4 separate regions of the Mus musculus genome follow, and all the other regions are linked to region 3. A link is a contact called in public Micro-C and promoter capture Hi-C data. All regions are on one chromosome and are shown on one strand. Each heading gives the region's core, a stretch centred on a gene start, on an enhancer-like site or on the middle of the called end of the contact. The rest is flanking DNA. Distances are from core to core; before and after follow the strand shown. Region 1 overlaps Rab6b (RAB6B, member RAS oncogene family). Region 2 overlaps Ryk (receptor-like tyrosine kinase). Region 3 holds the start of Slco2a1 (solute carrier organic anion transporter family, member 2a1). Region 4 holds the start of Trf (transferrin).

The links. Promoter capture Hi-C pulls out the DNA fragments that hold promoters and counts their contacts. Hi-C and Micro-C count contacts between places; a contact is called where the count stands out from the background. Capture Hi-C pulls out chosen DNA fragments and counts their contacts.
Region 1: a contact with region 3 is called in a Micro-C map of trophoblast stem cells, with 2.6 times the contacts expected there. The contact joins the enhancer-like site here to the promoter of Slco2a1 in region 3. A contact is called at or near these places in 8 of 39 promoter capture datasets (3T3-L1-derived adipocytes, HPC-7-derived erythroid cells, cranial neural crest and 5 more), 13 of 484 Hi-C or Micro-C datasets (the C2C12 cell line, the CH12 cell line, astrocytes and 8 more), 1 of 115 datasets of contacts at active chromatin or transcription factors (embryonic stem cells) and 1 of 9 other capture datasets (pancreatic islet).
Region 2: a contact with region 3 is called in a promoter capture Hi-C map of liver. The contact joins the enhancer-like site here to the promoter of Slco2a1 in region 3. A contact is called at or near these places in 2 of 39 promoter capture datasets (liver and stem cell-derived epiblast-like cells), 2 of 115 datasets of contacts at active chromatin or transcription factors (pancreatic cancer cells and trophoblast stem cells) and 1 of 9 other capture datasets (adipose tissue).
Region 4: a contact with region 3 is called in a promoter capture Hi-C map of adipose tissue. The contact joins the promoter of Trf here to the promoter of Slco2a1 in region 3. A contact is called at or near these places in 1 of 484 Hi-C or Micro-C datasets (embryonic stem cells), 2 of 115 datasets of contacts at active chromatin or transcription factors (both in embryonic stem cells) and 2 of 9 other capture datasets (adipose tissue and pancreatic islet).

The regions. Positions count from the first base shown.
Region 1 is chr9:103,173,825-103,176,529 of GRCm38.p6, reverse strand. The region is part of intron 7 of Rab6b (RAB6B, member RAS oncogene family); the gene reads right to left. Among named protein-coding and RNA genes, the nearest start is that of Srprb, 27 kb to the left of the region's middle. Within about 2 kb of position 1,274, at least 15 of the 459 cell types and tissues checked have an H3K27ac peak or open chromatin away from gene starts, as enhancers often do. A contact at or near this core is called in trophoblast stem cells, where this site is marked.
Region 2 is chr9:102,859,814-102,862,513 of GRCm38.p6, reverse strand. Ryk (receptor-like tyrosine kinase) reads right to left here. Exons shown (of 15, transcript NM_013649.3): 2 at 519-640. Among named protein-coding and RNA genes, the nearest start is that of Ryk, 26 kb to the right of the region's middle. Within about 2 kb of position 1,258, at least 52 of the 459 cell types and tissues checked have an H3K27ac peak or open chromatin away from gene starts, as enhancers often do. A contact at or near this core is called in liver and trophoblast stem cells, where this site is marked.
Region 3 is chr9:103,007,113-103,009,812 of GRCm38.p6, reverse strand. It overlaps Slco2a1 (solute carrier organic anion transporter family, member 2a1), which reads right to left and starts at 1,326. Exons shown (of 14, transcript NM_033314.4): 1 at 1,098-1,326. The coding sequence starts at 1,193.
Region 4 is chr9:103,228,988-103,231,687 of GRCm38.p6, reverse strand. It overlaps Trf (transferrin), which reads left to right and starts at 1,402. Exons shown (of 17, transcript NM_133977.2): 1 at 1,402-1,514. The coding sequence starts at 1,472.

The DNA of each region.
Region 1 (2,705 bases), core at 25-2,524, 170 kb before region 3:
ACTCCCCTTGCTTTAGCCCTGACTGATGTGTGTCTTCACTGACCTCCACCTATGAGATTGGAGAGCTGCCTCTTAATAAGCCCGCCTTTATACTTTTGAGTTGGCTTGAATTGGTTCATTTCGTTGGTGGAGAAACCTATTATGATTCTGAAGAATTGGGAGAAGCTGGGCCCCCAGTCCAGTGGGTCAGGCCTCAGGCCATGTGGGGACCACTTCTCTCCCTCTCTCTACTCAATGAGAGCCACTTCCCAGCCACAGCCTAACAGGTACCGGGTGCCTCTTCCAGGTTCAGGACCAAGCTAGGGATCCCCTGACAAGTCTCGGCCGAGCCAGGACAAGCCTGTCCATTCAGAGCAAAGACTCAGTCTTTGTTCCAGGCAGGCTTTGGATTCGTTTTGTTCTAGGGAGGCCTTGGATTCAGAGACGTCCTTTCCAAGGTTTCTCCACCCCACACTCTTCGATCCCAGTCTATCATATGGGTCGCTGCATCATTGGCAAGTCCGGGAGAAGACAACGCCAAGTTTAAACCCAATCTTCAGTAGCCCATGTGGTGGCGGTTATGCAATTTATCCAAGTTGGGGCTGTCTTGGACCCTAAGTTCCTCTTCATTCTGTGGCTTGGCCACAATACGCCTTGGACAGTGAGTCCAAATGGCCACCAGGAGGTACTACTGACTTAACATCCTTCATGATCTTGAAATTTTCTGCTGGCATATGGACAGATGGCCTGAGCTCCCCTATGTACAAATGTTTTGGGAACTGCACTTCCGCCCTTCTGTAGTCAGTGTTCAATGGCTCAAGTCTTGTTGGCCAAGGCTGTGACACCTCCAGACACACATTCATCTGGGGACTTGGACTACAAGACACCCTTTACCCTGGCGGGACCACTTGAATCATGGGCACACCAACCCCTTCCCCAGCCCTGTCTACTACTCCCACTCCTATAGCACCATAAGCTTGAGTCTATTGGCCAACCTTCCTCCCTATACCTGCTCCTTCCTCCTTCCTTCCTCCTTCCTACACCATTGATAACCCGCCTATTGGCTAGCCTTCTCCCTGGTACCCACCCCTTTTTCTTCCCCTCCCTCTGAGACAAAAGCCAAGGACAATTAACTTCCTCCCCCTAACTCTTGTCCCCCTTGTCCCTCCCCTCCTCTCTCCTCCCATTGTCCCTCCTCCTTCATTACCAACACAGGCTCCACCTAGGGGTCAACCCACACCCTGATCCCCATGCACTCCCTGGCTCACTTCCCCTGAACCCTCCCCTGTAGCCTCTCCTATGCAGTCTCAATACTCCAAAGCTCTTCTGCCCTCCCAGGAGGTGGCCGGAGCAGAAACAGCTGTGGGAGTTCATGTTCCTTTCTCCCTTCAAGACTTCTCCCAGACTGAAAAGTGGAGAGGCCCCTTCTCTGCCATCCCATCTGCCTATATTAAAGAGTTCTGCTTCCTTTGTCAGGACTATGACCTAACTCCACGATCTTTATGTCATTCAGGCTCTACCCTCACTCCTGAGGAACATGGACAGGTTCAGGCTGCAGGCAGACAGTATGCAGACCAGGGCCACCTAGTGGACAATACAGTCCCTGTGAGTGACACAACGGTGCTGACCACAGAGCCTAAGTGGAATTATTAGCCAGGTCACATTGACCACCGATTAGAGTACGGTCCATTGTCTCCTTCAGGGAATGGAAATGGTCTCAAATAAGATTGTTGACTTTTGGCAATCTCTGCAAAATTACACAGGAAGCTAATGAAATCCTGGCCATTAAAAAACTGGTTACAACAAACCATGGTCTACACATCTGCCTTGACCAGGCCTCCCCGGCAGGGGCTACAGTCCTGGCTACCCATTTTATTTCCCAGTCATCTTCAGATATTCGGAGGGGGCGGGGAGAGACTGAAGATAGTTCCCAAACCCCCGTACAGGAATTGGTAAAGATGGCTTTTAAGGTATTCGATGCCCAAGGGGAGGCAACTGAGTCTTCCCGACAGGCTCAGCTACAGCAAAAGGTTGCACTCCAAGCCTAAGACTTGGCAACTGACCTGAGGCCACTGGCAATCCCGCAGACCCCATCCCGTCAATGTCAACTCCAACAAGGGCCTGTTTCAAATGCGGCCAGCAAAGCCACTGATCCCACAACTGCCCCAGCCCTCAGCAACCCATGCTGTCTGCTCACTGCCCTACCACTGGAAGTCAGAATGCCCCAGTGTGGGCTTGTCCTCTGGGCCAGGTCACGAAGGTCCAGAGCCATCAGTGCAGGTAGCACAAACTCTTCCTGCCTTAGGGCTCCTCGGCCTGGCACAGGATTGATGGCACCCAGACTCGAGGGCTCCTGTCACTCTTGCAGATCCTAGGGTAATGTGCCATGACCTTCCGGGTGGACATGGGGCTACCTTCTCTGTCTTGACCTCCCACTCGGATCCCGCTGTTCCTTCATCAGTTTCTGCTATGAGGATGGATGGGATCCCCTCCTTTCATGCCGACTATGCCACTTTCCTATATCCTTGGCTGACCATTTTTTACACATTCTTTCCTAGTCATGCCTGTCTGCCCTGTGCCTTTACTTGACCACAATATCCTCAGCCACTTCTCTGAATCCCCACAACCTCTCCCCACTCTCATCTTCTTCTTCCTTTGGTTGCCTCACAGATCCCTACGCCAGACTACCCTGGATGTACTCTACCAGACCCTGTTGACCCCCAAGT
Region 2 (2,700 bases), core at 9-2,508, 150 kb after region 3:
TAAGGTTCCTTGGCAGTCAGAGGTGAAGAATTCACCAATACACAAATGGCAGAAGTTGATAAGCACCCCCCTCCCCGCTTCAGTATCTATGGTTACCAGGGGGACTCAGAACAGTAAATGGGAAACTTACGTTCAAGTCACCAAGTGTGTGTGGAAGAGCCAGCCAGCTCAGCCATGCTCCTCCCCAGCCACTCACCCATCCTCCAGCCACATATGGCTTCTCTGTAACAGCAGGGTCACCATCAGATCCAACTCTCTTTTTTCCTGGGTACAGATCTCCCTGCAAAAGCCTCAAAGGACCCAGCCCTGTGATGCGCTGGTCACCCACCTGGCAGCCACCTAAATCTAAACTTTCAGAGGAGCAGGCTCAAGACTGTATCTGTCAGCTATACACCTGAAAAGACCCAGTGCTCTATACCACCACTGACCCTTCTGTGGAGAGGAAGGCCCATCCTCAGGGACAGCCCTCGCCTCTGCAGACTGGGTGACCTGTCACGTGGTCTGCCGGCAGCGCTTACCTTGGACTTTGCATGCCAAGTGAAGTGCAGGAAGTTTGTCTCACTGGGCACTAGCAGGTTAAAGGACAGAGCGTAGTGACTGATGAGGTCATTTCTCACATAGTAAAGCTCTGCATCAAGACCTAGGGGGGAAAGAAGGAAACGTAGTTAGCCATCCAAATGTCTTCCGTGTCACAGATTCTTGCAGAGGGCAGAGAGCATGCACTGACGCACAAGTGTGCGGTGCCGTGAAGCTGCGGCCTGTGTGGCATGTGAGCTGCCTTGTGAAGCAGGATGCTACAGCTTCCACAGCCCACAGAGAAACTGGCACTCAAAACCTAGCTCCCCCTCTGAGACAGCCGTGCCAGGACCACCTGAAACCACTCTGCCTTCTAGATTCGGTGCCTCTCCAAAGAGCACAGAAGAAGAAACATAAATCCTTCTCGACTGCTGGCCCACACTTCGATTCAAAAAGGAGGGAGACTACCTGCACTGAAGTTGCAGAAGGCTGTGAGCTACATGTGGGTCTGTGTTCTTAACTGCGAAGCCATCTATCCAGGCTCTGAAGAAAACCTTTAAGGACTGCCTTCGGTGGAAAATCAACCTACTGTGAAAAAGATGTCAGATAATAATGATAATAAAAACCCAAAAAACAAAAAGGAAAAGAAAACACCAGTAATGACAAAGCTAATGACTGATGCGACCAAGTCAGTGACCTTGAGTCCTGGGCACTGAGACAAAAGGGGGAAGGAGGTATTATCAGCAAGTGTTAGAGACAGGCAAAGAGCCAAAGAACGGAGAGAACAGGGGCCTGTTAACTCCCTTTAAACATGGTTACTGTTAAAGTTTAGTCCAGATGTCCCTAGTGCTCAGACAGGACAAACAGAAACTTAAATGGCACATCCATGAAGGAGGTCACCTGGATACCTCAGACCCCTCAGTACACAGAGAGAGACCAACAGCTCTGCCACAGACAGCTTATCTGTCAAAGCTCCTTCATTTCGGACCCAGATATGATAAGTCAAAAAACGAGATCTGTGTAGCACTGTTTTATGCATCATGCGCAGGGTGCCAGATACAACATGGGCGAGCTGGAAGCCTGTGCAGAAGGCTCTGCCTGCTGAAGGCAGAAAATGCTAAGGAACATGGGGGGGGGGGGGGCTGGTGTTGTTAGAGAAAGATGTAGAGGAGGCAGGAAGATGGAAAGATTGAATGGAAAAGGAAAATGAATTCAAAGAAAACATCAGTAATCACAATAATACAGTTTAAATTCATTTAAGGGGCTGGAGAGATGGCGTGGCAACTAAGAGTACTGACTTCTCTGCCAAGGGCCTGAGTTTGATTCCCAGCACCCACATGGCACCTCCCAACAATTCATTACAGTCCCAGAGATTAAACCCTCCCTGACTTCTGTGGGCACTGCACACATGAGGTGCGCGCACACACACACACACACACACACACACACACACACACGCAGGCAAAACACTTATACACATAAAAATAATAAACCTTTTACAAAAATTCACTCAAGCCTGAGATAGTTAGTCTAGAGAGATTGATTAAAACAAAGTTCAGAAATATGTCAAGTAACAAAAAGAAAAAGACTCATGAGGCAGAATGACAACACACAACTATAGCTCAAGGTGAAACGACTCAGGTAACAAAACTTACAACTGAGATCCTCTACACACAAAAGATGCAGCACTGTACCAAGCAAAGCTTCCTACACAGAAAGCAAAAGCCAAGAGCCCCAGCCACAGACTAACAGCCCCATACCCAACGGGCAGACGTACGGACAATCATAAGCCACGAAAAGCATGAAAAAGGGGAAGCGCAGCATAACCAAGTGACCGCTAAGAAGTCAGTGAGTCACCACATTAGTAGAAAAGGGAAAACAACGAAGGCGGGTGTGGTGACTCACACCAGTGACTCCAGCACAGGCAAAGTGCTGCAAGTTCAGGGGTTCAAAGTCATCCTCAGCTATTTAACAAGGTTGAGGCCAACCAGGGCAACACGAGACCCTGTTTTGAAACGAAACAGTGATGGCATATCAGATTGAAAATCTATACGGATAAAAACAGACAACAAATAGTAAACGGACAGACACTTTCTCTGTCTTTACCAAAGGGCACTTGCAAAGCCATACAGCTCGCATGCGCAAGGGTGAATTTTCACATTCTCATTTCTAAAATTATTAACA
Region 3 (2,700 bases), core at 77-2,576:
GAGGCAGAACATGCAGGTGGCATTCGCTCTGCCCCACCCCACCCCCCAAACCCCAGTCTCTTTCCGTTAGACACACATAGCCTGTTCACATTTCTCCAATCCTTCCATGTGAGGTCTGGGCACCCATTACATCTAAGGTAGGAATTGTGGGAAATAATCTCTCTGCACCATATGCTTGCCGGACCCCAGGGCGCCTGGATGTCTGACCAAGGTCGTCTAGCCCCTTCCAGGAGATACCTTCTTCAGGAACCTCTCTCCCAAATATTGTGAGGACGCAACCATTCCAGGTCCTTCAAGACCTGGGGGAAGTGGACCCTACTTTTGACCCTTACCAAAGAAGGCATTCTCATGCTAACAGCTTCCTCTTTTTTCTATTAACTCCTCATAACTCTCAGGCCACAGGCACCTCTGGTGGCCTTTCTCCATAAACCTCGAGTGCCTGCTGTTTTCTTGAGACCAGGAGAGCTGGGGAATCCTCAAAACTGCTGGGAGCTATGCAGCCAGGTAGCAATCTAATCTGCGACTCCCAACTATTGCAAAGATGAAAACCCAGGCAAGGAATGCAGGCTTCTACCATCCACTGAGACAAGGTGCCTGTGCTCTGACTTGCATCTCAGGCTGCCCACAGCCTGTTGCCCACAAGGTGCTGGCTAAACTCCTCTGCATCCCTTCTCATTAAGGAAGAGCGCATACCCACAGCAGAGACCCAACAGAATTCCCTGGAGGTGTTCTTTCTCCATGGAAGAACAGGACAGTTCCCCTTTACAAAGTTACGTCTGTTCTGATTATTACTCCCCACGAGAGCCTATGAGCATATGCGCGCAACACACACACACACACACACACACACACACACACAGAGAGAGAGAGAGAGAGAGAGAGAGAGAGAGAGAGAGAGAGAGAGAGAGAGAGGTGTCGCCCCCTCACGCTCACGCTCACGCGCCGGGCCAGGCCCCACGGATGTGGCACCGGGGACAGAGAAGGGAGCCGGGTGCAACCCAGAGCTCCCGGACTGGCCTCATCGACGTCCTAGGTTGTGTCACCCACTCTGCCGCCCTCCTGCCCCGAACACGAACACTACTCACAACACTACTCACCTTAATGTTGTTGAAGACCGAGCGGGAGCAACGTCTGGCTGGGACCGAGGAGGTGCCGCTGCCCTGGCGTGCTCCGGGCTTGGGCAGGAGCCCCATCGTGACTGAGGCGACGTCCCCTGACCGGGCCAAGGTGGTGGCGACAGGCCGGGGTCAGGTTCTGCGGGACTTGGGTGCTTCAGGCTTCAGCGGCGGTAGCCGGGCTATGGGGAGCGAGACGTGGAGACTGAGCGAGAGAGTGAGCGCCCAGAAGTTTTTATAAGTGGCAGCGATGATGAAACGCGCTCTCTCTCCTCCCTCTCTTCCTCGGGTGTCAGAGGTGCTGCTAGCCCCCGCCCAGCCGCTGTCGCCTCCCCCAGGCAGGTGTCTTGGGTCCTGGAGTCGCGGCTGCGGAAGCCCAGAGGCTCTGGGACTCGAGCTGGGTGAGCCTTGGCTGCCTATCAGGTCCTGCTGGCCAGGGTTGAGGGTTGGGGGTAGTGTGTGGGGAGATGGCGGGTCCCCGAGGAAGAGGAGACCGCGTATGGAGGAGGCAGGAGGCTGCAGGCCAGGAGAAACCTGGGGATTTAAGGTGGGCGCGGCACTGGGGAAGGGGTGGGGAGCTAGAGTGGACTCGAGGGGCACGGGGTGATGGAAGGGAGCGAGGAGTCTCTGTGGCTCTTGGGGTTGTCCAGAGCAGGGCTCTGCGTGTCTGCACTCGCTCCGCAAACCTGGGCCCTCGGTTCCGGTGATGGCTCTGAGACTCGCTGCCCAAGCTCTGTTTGTGCTGAGGACTGATTTATATTTAAACTGCTCTTTGCGCTGCAGAGGAGGGTGGGAAGGCGTAACAAGGTGGAGAGGTGGGGGCCGCCCCAGGGCTGGGCTCAAACTCACTGGACCGGAGCCAAGGTAAACTGCAGGCGCTGTCGAGTGTCAGCGGGTCTGGCCTGAAGTGCTGGGGGTTGGGACAAAAGGAAGCGCTGGTCTGACAGGGATTGCCCCAACCCTGACCTCCTCTGCGAGGCTGGAGTGAGCAAGATATTTTTTCCTCTCCTGGACTGGGACCTTAGGGAAAGAAGGTGAGCCTTTTCCAGAAAAAGACAAAATAGATCCCGCAAAAGCTCTTGAGGCAGTTCGGAGGAGGCGCCCTTCCAGCTTCCTACTCTATTGTCTTGGGCAGAACCACCTCTTCCAGCCCAGCCCAGGAAAAGATGCTGTCAATATGGAGAACAATATGGGTGAAGGATGGAGCCCACTGCTTCGTTATTTCTGAAGGCTGATGTTTTCTCAACTCTGGTCTGGTCGGTCTGGGGACTTCTTCCTACGCACTAGCAAGCGAGGCCAAGGACTCTGGACACAGCAATAATCCAGAGGCTGTTGGACAGTGGGCAACTTCTTCGTTGCTTTGTTCACCTGCAGAGAAAAGTACAGACAGACTGGCTCACTGGACCACCGTGGGACACAGGTAGTTAGAGGTGACAGTGTACACTGGACACAGAAGGCCCCATCCATGGTGGATTGTGCCTGATGCTATGTAGATTTCTTGTACCACCAGTGCTAGATCTAAGTGAGAGAGGGTTGCTTTGATGATCTGGACTTTACAGGTAAGGATGCCAGAGGGATCAATTAG
Region 4 (2,700 bases), core at 153-2,652, 220 kb before region 3:
ATAGTACACTTGGTGATATACCCAGAGGGACATTTTCAAATGCCCATTTTTTTTTGACTTCATCATTTCAGAATCTTCCAGTCCATGTACAGGATTGAAATGCACAACTCTAGTGAGAGTTGAAACGGCGGCACGTATGGAGGGTGCAAGCGAAACGTTTCTGTGATGAATGCAGTCAAAGCAGTTTGGTGACTACTTAATCAGGGGTATCAGGATGCCAAGGAAGCCAAAGCCAACCATCAGACTGGTGGATGCTCAAAGCCAACCATCAGACTAGCACCCCAATGGAGGAGTTAGGCCAAGGACTGAAGGAGCTGAAGGGGTTTGCAAACCCATAGGAAGAACAACAATATCAACCAACCAGACACCCCCCCCCAGCTCCCAGGGACTAAACCACCAACCAAAGAGTACACATGGAAGGACCGTCCCATGGCTCCAGCTGCATATGTAGGAGAGGATGGCCTTATTAATGGCATCAATAGAAGGAGAGCCCCTTGGTCCTGTGGATGGATGCCCCAGTGTAAGGGGATGCTAGGAAGGTGAGGCAGGAGTGGGTAGATAAGTTGGGGTGGAGGGGGTGAGAGGTGGGGGAGCACCCTCATAGAAGCAGGGGAAGGGGAATGGGATAGAGCGTTTTTTTCAGAGGAGGATAACATTTGAAATGTAAATAAATAAAATAACAACAACAAAAAAAAGGAAGCATCCTCTTTATGCTTACACTGGCCCTTTGTTCTGAGCCTCACAGTTTGACCACTTCCTGGCAGTGGGAGAGAGTTTCTTGTCCCTGTGACTGTTTCTAGCCCGGATTGTCTCACCAGAAGCTCAAGGGCAGGAAGCTTTCAGCTCCAGAGCAGGCCAGGCCTGGCAGGGATAGAGGGAGGGAGAGCTGCCCCCGGACTGTTGCTGGGATCATGGCGTGCTGCCTCTCTGACCTGAGCCAAGTTTCCCAGTTAGGTTCCTTCTCCGGTTCTAGTCTGCCGTCCTAGGCAGTTTCCCTTCCGCTCAAGCCTCAGTCTCCCCCCCCGCCCCCCTATAAGGTTGATGAAGCTGTTGGCAAGTAGAAGCCCTGGCACCCGGGAGCAAGCCACTCCCGCCCAAGCAGCTGTACCATGCTGCTCCAGGCAGTGATAACAAAGAGTGGGTTCTGCTTTTAGCTTCCTTCTAAACACAGGCTTTTTGAGTGAGTGTGTGTGTGTGTGTGTGTGTGTGTGTGTGTGTGTGATTGTCGTGGTAGTGGATTCCATGCGCAGTTCTGTCCCACAGCTCAGGAAATGAGGTGATCATCAGGGCAAGAAAGGAAGGGGGTGGATGCGGGGTGATTGGGCAATTGGACTGCGCAAACACAAGAGGTCAAAGATTGCGCCCAGCCGGCCCCCTCCCTCCGTGCATAAAGGCGAGCGGGCCACGGGCAGGCGGCGCAGAAGCGGGTCGGTCTGTACTCCCCGCTCCTCGCCACACACACACCGAGAGGATGAGGCTCACCGTGGGTGCCCTGCTGGCCTGCGCTGCCCTGGGTGAGTGTGCGTGCAGGGGATGACTGGCTGGCTATGTATGCAACCCTTAGGAGCTAAAGCTGGAAGTCCCAGCTTCCAGCCCCTTGCTTCTTCTCTGTGGTATCTTCATCTTCCATAGCGTAGGAACAACGTGGATCCACATGCATCTGGGGCTCTGATTCAGTCTCTACCTTTCACTATCCTCATCACGCTGTCTCCCCTATGTCCAGTAATTTGAAGATATGGTATACGCGATGTTAGAAAACTTTTAACCAGTTTACCCAGGCGCTATCCCGGGGCCTCAGTATAGTCCAAACAGCATGGTGTGGTAGTCACAACTTCCTGAGATCTAATCCTGCTATCTCTCCTTTGTCTGATGCCTCCTTGGATGCCTTTGGCGCTGGTGGCTTAGACTAGGGTGTGGGATTTGAAGCCAGAATTCTGGGGTTCAAATCATACCTGTATTTCTCCTGCGACGGGTCTTGCTTGTTACCGCACATGCCTGGGAGGGTCAGGTGAGGGTGAGGTCACAGGTCCCAGTCCTGCATCCTGCTGACTCCTCACCAGAGGGGGGGGGGGTCTCAAAGACCCAAATGCCTGCTCCAGTTGGACTGTAGTTAGCATTTGTCACAGTGTTGGGGCTGTCTAGTTTGAGTGATTTGTCATCCCTAACAACTGTCAGCCTGAAACAGGCTTCCGTGCTTGTTAGCTCAGGACACCTTGTGTGGCTATGCACAGTGACACCGGACCAAGGTCAAAATTTACAAGTTAGACGAACTAGTTTGAAGAGGCTAGAGAGGTCGTCTATCCCTCTGGCCACGGTGAACTAAAGGGAAGGAGCTGGGGACGATCAGTCTCCCTGTTGTCCTTCCTCATCCATCCTGAGGTCCATTGGCCTCACCCACCCCGATCCATGCTTAGTGATTTGTGGGCTTGCTGAGTCAGTAAGTCAGCCCTGCTGAATTGCCCGAAAGGGAAGGGATGTGACAAGAGCTAGGAGTGCCAGGTCCCACAGACGGCATCTCTCCATCGTGTGGATTTCAGTGGTGACCCAGCTGGGGAGATGGTACAACTGGGCAGATGCTTAGCATGCAAACACCAGGACCTAAATTCAGAACCCCAGCAACCATGTAAAAAGCTGGGTACCGCAGTGCCCTGGGGAAGCAGACACAGGAAGATCCCAGGGAACCCACAGTGCCCTGGGGAA